2 separate regions of the Sus scrofa genome follow, and region 2 is linked to region 1. A link is a contact called in public Hi-C data. All regions are on one chromosome and are shown on one strand. Each heading gives the region's core, a stretch centred on a gene start, on an enhancer-like site or on the middle of the called end of the contact. The rest is flanking DNA. Distances are from core to core; before and after follow the strand shown.

What was found. Hi-C and Micro-C count contacts between places; a contact is called where the count stands out from the background.
Region 2: a Hi-C map of omental adipose tissue shows a contact between it and region 1, with 2.1 times the contacts expected there. The contact joins the promoter of NKAIN2 here to the enhancer-like site in region 1. A contact is called at or near these places in 1 of 5 promoter capture datasets (fetal skeletal muscle) and 15 of 47 Hi-C or Micro-C datasets (adipocytes, alveolar macrophages, brain and 11 more).

Annotation. Positions count from the first base shown.
Region 1 is chr1:38,035,696-38,039,260 of Sscrofa11.1, reverse strand. NKAIN2 (sodium/potassium-transporting ATPase subunit beta-1-interacting protein 2) reads left to right here. Exons shown (of 7, transcript XM_021072801.1): 5 at 1,788-1,848. Among named protein-coding and RNA genes, the nearest start is that of RNF217, 130 kb to the right of the region's middle. Within about 2 kb of position 1,685, at least 2 of the 83 cell types and tissues checked have an H3K27ac peak or open chromatin away from gene starts, as enhancers often do. A contact at or near this core is called in omental adipose tissue, where this site is marked.
Region 2 is chr1:39,038,330-39,041,894 of Sscrofa11.1, reverse strand. NKAIN2 (sodium/potassium-transporting ATPase subunit beta-1-interacting protein 2) reads left to right here and starts at 1,680. Exons shown (of 7, transcript XM_021072801.1): 1 at 1,680-2,107. The coding sequence starts at 2,054.

The DNA.
Region 1 (3,565 bases), core at 436-2,935:
CAGTACCCGTGACCAGAGTATTTTCGTGGGCCCTGGTGGATACAAGATTTAAAAGCGTTAGTATCATCTGTTTTTCCACTACCTGCAAAAATGCTCAAATCACTGTTATGACTTTGTTTAGTCAAATCAAATCTTTGCTAAAGCCAAACAGGACATACTGTTCAATAGTATCCTGTACTCTAAAAATTAAAGTTGTGTAAAAATAGTGACCGTGATTATATAAGGAAATGGTTTTTACTATCTCAATTTTTTTTGCCAACAATAAATAACAGTTCAAATAATTCAAAGAGAAAAATGATTACCTTTCTAATATATTTTTTAAAAACCTTAGTGCTAATGTAGCATCAATGATATGGTATCTGTTTTATGTGAAAAGTTTCAGATACTACATTTGAGGGTGGGGGGCAGGGGCTCCCCACTTCCTCTTATCCAGGATCTGAAGAGAAAAGCCCATTAAGAAGATGTTGCCCAAGTCTGATTTCTCATCCATTTCTCTCCCAAGCAGGGTCACCGCTTCTGTGCCAGGAAAACCAGTGTTTTATCTCATGCCAGTTCTTTTTGGAAGAGAACTAAAATCTGCCAGAACATGCTTTCTCAAATGAGATTTTCTAAAGTTCCTTTTAACTGGACCTCTGTCTCCAAGTAGTTCTGCTCATTACATACCTCTCAGTGTACCCTCTGACCTAAAAAGTTCCACTCACATCTTCCAAAAAGTTTGCTGTCAGCTAATAGAAAACAAATTCAGTAGGCTTATCACAGCAGCAAATTTTGCCCTGTGCCTTTGCTTCCTGACTGAAGACTGCAGCCTTTTTCCTAAGGTTCCCTTCCCCAATGCCAGATAGTACTGTAAAGAGTCAATATTTAGATCAATGTCTGTCTGAAATGTCATTGTGAATAATTTGCATCACTATCCTGAGGATTCCCTTTAAGGATTTCCTCAAACTGTGATTGTTTGGGAGGAGAAAAAGTCTTCCACATATTAGGAAATTATATTAGTTTGTTTCCTTCCACCAGTGCTCATTATATAACTAAATACTTATATGAAGGAATACAAAACTACACCACTTGAGTGGAGAGAGATCAAAGAGTTTGCTGTGCTCATTCACAGGTACTAATTTCAGTGAGCTAAGACTTCCCTGACCACAGGGACTGCTCTGTGGTATATTTCAGAAAGGATGCTCTTGGGTGTGTAATTGTAATCCCAGCCCAATACATCGTGACACTCCTTACAGGCATCCGCCTCATTGCTCCTCTGTAATATGTCATTTTAATTATACTTGGTATATGCTGGCTCCTGCTCTGGTATACACAGGAGTTATTCTTACTGACAAAGTGTTCATGCAACATTCCATGGAGTGTCCTTAATATTTTCCTCTCAAAACATTTTTCTGATAGTCAACAGGAATCCAGTTTTAGAATCTTAAGTCTCCAGGCTAATGAAACGTGAGTTAGAAATTTATTGGTATAGATGTTAATCCATTAGTGAATGGCCATACTTTTTTTCCCTCTCAAGACCCAGAAAAAACTTGTTGTAGATTGCCTGGCACTTAAAAAATCTGATGCCTAAATGCAGAGCAGATGAAAAACAGCAGTATACTCATTTTTCAAGGCAAGTAGACCTTCTATGAATCAAGAAGCCACACTGGAGTCCAGATCCAGTCTGAGGAGCCATTTTGGAACACTAAATCCAGCCACACAGACCACCTGCCTTTGAAAAGTCACTCCCCCCGTGAGGTCCAAGACCACTGCCTTTGCCTCATGTCTAAAGCATCTTTGTTTTGTTTCAGCTGGCAGGGTTCATCTACGCCTGTTATGTTGTGAAATGTATAACTGAAGAAGAGGACAGCTGTAAGTATTAAAGCTCTATTCTGTGTCTTTCAAGTTCAGAGCACCTTCACCGCCTCCTCTCAGATAATATCTTAACACTTCATTAGAACAGGGCCTAAGCCCCTTGTACCATCGGGCTGAAATGCTTCTCATGAACATGTCCAGCATATAGATAACTAATCAATTTCATCCAGGACTACAAATCCTATCAATCAATGTGCAATAGTTCCTAAAATTCTCATAAAAGCTGCCTTCAGATTATTTCAAGAAATGTGTTATGAAACTAAATGTTCCTATTTCCTTCTTGTTCCTATAATTTGATACAAGTGGCTAGAACTAGAGCCTCAGCATTCACTATTGCTCGATCCAGAATTTAGATGGCGGTACCCTCTCATAAGCCTCTAAGTGGCTCCATTGTTTTCTGCTTTTCTTAAAAAAAAAAAAAATTTTAAGTGGCAGGTAGAAGGTTTCACTCCTTCCTTGCCCTCTAAGGCTCTGAAGTAGGAGCACTGGAAAAAAGCACTTCTATGCTCTCTGGGTACTTGCCCATGAAGCTACATTTACGGTGAGGAAAAATCAGGGTTGGGAAACATATTTCTCGGTTTCCAAAAATATTCACAATGATTAGGATAGATATTAAGACAGTGGGAGCAAAGAGGAGAATCCGCTGCTCTGTTAAAGGAGGATTTGAGAAAAATATTCAAAGAGAAATGTGTACCTTTTTTACTTTCCAATCATACAAGAAAGGAGGCAGATCAAGTGATTCATTTAGAGGCGGCTCATCCTCAGTCACACTCACACATGATGTAAAATCAGGAATACTTAGTGAATAGTTTACACGGTGCTGTGTGCAAAAAGAAACGATCGTCCTTTATAAGTATTTGTAAAAACAGTCCTCAGCGTGTCAAGTACAATTGCCAAGCTTTAGATATTTTGAATAACATGCAGTCTTTTACCTCTCAGGAATTAACCAGTTTGCAGTGGAAAAAAAAAAAATGCGAATAAGTATAAAACTCTGTAGAGTGTACAGTGTTGGGAGATAGAAAAGGAATCAGGAAAGGTTTCATAGAAAAGGACCCTCGAGGTTGATTTTGAAAGACACATTCGTGGGGTAGCTAATGCCAAGAATAGTGATCCTAGGAAAAAGGTGAAAAAGCATCAGGACATGGCTCAGCCTGCCATGTAGAGGGCAGAGCAGCCAGGTTAGTATGACCGAATTACATCCCGTGCTAGAGGTTGGCGCCCAGAGACAACCAGAAAAGGAAACATGGATGAAATCACAGAAAAGCACTTAGAACAAAGTAAGGAGTTTGGACTTGATTCTATATAGCATGATGGCAAGTCAATTGGCAGATAGTTAATAGAATAATGGAGTCAGAAATGCACTTTAGGAAAAAAAAAAATACAATCAGTAGGAAGGAAAGACTTGGATGGGAAAGGCAGGACACCAGGAAAATGACCGAGATGTGAGAGGAGGGTCTGGACTAAGACCAGTGTTGGAGTGGATAGGTTATTAAATGCAAAAATAAGTGTTTAATGGGCTCTGGATGGGTACTATGTAAAGGATAAGAGACAGATAGATTTCTGCCTTTCTCATATGAGTGAGTAGATGAAATGAGGATGCAACCATTGGTTCAGTTTGGAAAGGTTGATTTTGAGTTGCTTAATGAAGGTACAAGAGAGAAAAGACATCTAGTAAGCACTTGTCCTGAGTCCAAAAAGACTTCTTCAAGGATTA
Region 2 (3,565 bases), core at 431-2,930, 1.0 Mb before region 1:
CAACGCCAGATCCTTAACCCACTGAGCGAGGCCAGAGATAGAACCCACAACCGCATGGTTCCTAGTCGGATTCATTAACCACTGAGCCAAGACGGGAACTCCACAAATCACTTCTGAAAATAAAGCCCCAGGCTTCTGGAGACTAGGGTCTCTATGCCCTATGCAATTTCTTTTGTATTTAGTCATCCCTATAGTCATAGTACTTATTCAAAGGAAGCAGTCATTCAAGATCCTTATTTGTTGTTCCCAGCATAACATTATCCTACACAAATACCATTCTCTCAGTAGGGCCAAATCCCATTTGCTAGGGAAAGCTCTTTGCTTGATGTGGTTTCATCAGTCTTAATTGCTTATGGGGATGCGGAAAGATACTTGCTATTTAGTTTCCTAAACCTCTCTTATCAACCTTGCCACGTCATACCTTACGACCTAGTATCTCAGAGGATCTTTACACCACACCTTCACTTTCTGGGAAAGTTAGTTAGAAATGCTCAGGACAATAAAAGACATCGACCCCTGGATTCCAATACCCTAGCCCCGGGACCACCTGGACCAGCCTGCTTCGCCCTTCAGCTTTCCACCCGCAGGTGGCAGCAGCGGGCTCCAAAGCGTGCATCTCCGCAGGTTATGGGAGCCGAGGCTTAGCTTCTCGCCTGCGTTCCGAAGCCAGGAGCTGGCGCATCCACCTCCAGGAATCCACACCCAGCTGGGACATCCCCGAGGCTGAAGTACTTGAGTGATGAAATTGTCTCTGATCCTTTAATTTCTTGAGTGAAAACAACAGTGTGAAGCACCACCGGCAACTTATTGCGTCCCTACTCCCTCTGGTTCCCAGTTTTCCCACCAACTCCAGTAGCAACCCGGTCCCTCTTCCAGAACAGAGTCTGTTCCGAAACTCCACTCTCCGACCCTTGTAGATTTTGGGAGTCGGGTTGCCCGGGGGGGCAGGCAATGCGTTGGCAATCTCGGCATCCCTTCTCCGACTCTTCTCTGACACGCGGGCTTAACGGCCGGTCCGCAAACTAGGACTGCACCCCTATTTAATCAGCCATCCCCCTTCCCTAACCCTCCTCTTCGTCCCTTTTCCCCCAAAGACACACGCGCACACACGCAGCTCTCTGGCTCTTAGTGCTCCAGGCTTCGCTGCAGGAGCAGGACCTACACAAGCCCAGCAAGCTACTGACATGCTGCCCGGACTCTTCGCCCCGCGGTCCCCAGTGCCCCCAACGCCGCAGCCGCCGCTTCCGCGCCGCTCCTTCCCGCCTAGACACTGCCACCAACAGTCCCCTCGCGGCAGCCCCGACTGGGCTGGAAGAAGTTGACGCTTTAGGAGGGGGCGGCGGGGAGCAGGTTGAAAGATTTGTTGTAGGAGGATTAACACATCTGGGCGAGGGGAGGGGCAGCGCCGCTGCAGGACGCGGCGCGGACCCGGCATCACTACGCGCAGCGGCTGCAGCAGCCGCCGCCACCGCCACCGCCGCCGCCCGGGACCGCGAGCCCGGACGCCCCCGCCCGGCCCGCGCCCCGCCCCCGCCCGCCGGGCCCCGCAGCGCAGGGAGCAGAGGAGCCGCGGGCGGCGCAGGGAGGCGGGCAGCGCCCCGCGCGCGCTTCTGCCGCCCCCGGAGCCGGCGCGCGGAGAGCGCCGGGCGAGCGCGCGTCGGGCGGCGGCCGCGCTGGGGGGCGTGGGGCGAGCCGGCGCTGGGAGCGGCGGGGGCGAAACTTCGGGGCCAGATGCCCGAGGGCGCGGCGGCGCTGCGAGGCTGCCGCTGCTGCCCCTGCGGGCCCCGGGCGCGTCTCCGCGAGCCGCGTTGCCCCCGGCGCGGCGTGTGCACCGAGCGAGTGAAGGTATGTGTGGCGGGCGCGGCTGGAGCTGCCGCCGCCGCGCCAGCAGGTCCTAATGCCTGTCACTTCCCAGGACGCTGGCTGGAGCAGCCCGGAGCCCCCGAGCCCTCGGCAGGTTTGCCTGTCCTTCCCCGCGATCTGATTGGATAAAGTGGGGGCTCGACGGTGGCCGACGTGGGACAGTCTGGCTGTGGCAGGGGTCTCGGAAACCATGGGTTATTGCAGTGGCAGGTGCACGCTTATCTTTATCTGTGGCATGCAACTGGTAAGTGACACTTGGGTCCTCTTATTCTGTAACGTGCCTTTGAGATAGTGGGCAGGGGAGTGCAGTAAAAGGTCTGACATTGATGAGAATGGAAGAAAAAAGAAAAGGAAAGGTGACAGATATATTGCCTATATTTAAAATGATTTCAGGGAGACGCACCGTGTGGTATGGCAGAGGTGAGGCTTCCTGCCCCCACCTATTTCTTTTCCTCTGAAAACAGTTTGTCAGGTGCGGGTTAAACTTGTTGTCTTTAATTTCTTTAAGCAAAGCAAAAGGTAGTTCCTTTATGCTTTGCGTTCCTGTTAATACAGCAACGTGATTGTTACATATAATGTACTATACAGGTGTTAAAATAGAGAAATGTGGAATTTTTGACTTTTCTTGTGTATACTAATTTTGCTGTATCTTTATTTCTTCATTGACTTGTATTATTTTTCAAGGCATATGTTGTCTTCTAAGTATAATGCTGTAGCAAACCACTGTGTAGGGCAGATGATACCCTTAAAGCAGTCTAATCAAGGCAGCATTGAGTTTTAAAAGTATGTAGACTGAGGAGAAATACTTAGATGAACTCAGCAACACCATTGCCGTAGTCTGAAGCAGTAGCTTTTAAATCACAATTATTATAAACAATTCTAAGGAAAAATATTATATCTTACAATATGTATATAATTGCTCTTGAAGTAATACTGTTGTCTGATCCCATGGGATGGAGAATTATTTGTACTTTTGGAGGAATGCTGTACAGTTGTAACAAGGCAAGGAGCCAATAATGAAAAACGTCATGTCTCTGACTTTAAATTCCCTAAGGGCAATAGAAGGATAGTTTAGAGGTGAAAGATATACCACTATAAGTGGTTGATTTGAGGTGGGAGGTACTCACTCACACCCCTTGTCAAACAGCTTTCCTTGGAAAGTATAAATTAATATGAAGAGCTACCCACATTTCCAACAATTGTTTTATAAAGGCTGAAAGGACTGCCAGACTGAACAAAATTTCTGAGAGCCCAATCATTAATCAAAGGAGCAAGAATTTGCCTTTGGAACTGATAGATGAATTTCTTAAGTGTCCTTCATTGTTTATCAATTGTCATGAAACCCATGAGTGGTGGTGGTAGTTGTTTGTTTAATATTTCGCTGAAGCAGTGGTTTCAGTTGCAGATTGTCTCAGGGATGTTTTTATTTCCAAGGAAAGTTATCTGATGAAGTATATTTCTATCTGTGAATTACTTATGCATTTGGTTGCAAGAAAAAGAAGATGGAACTATAATTTTGAGAATATAGCATTTTCTCAATGGCATGTAAACCGGTTTATATTTCTGTACCACATATTCAATTAAGTTCTGCAAAAAAGGTTTTTACTCTTAATGATAAAGCTATCAGAACGATGAGAGAGCTTACTTTGTTAAAGCATCAGTAAGGACAAGTGTGCCAAACTGTATAAACATTTTCAGAACA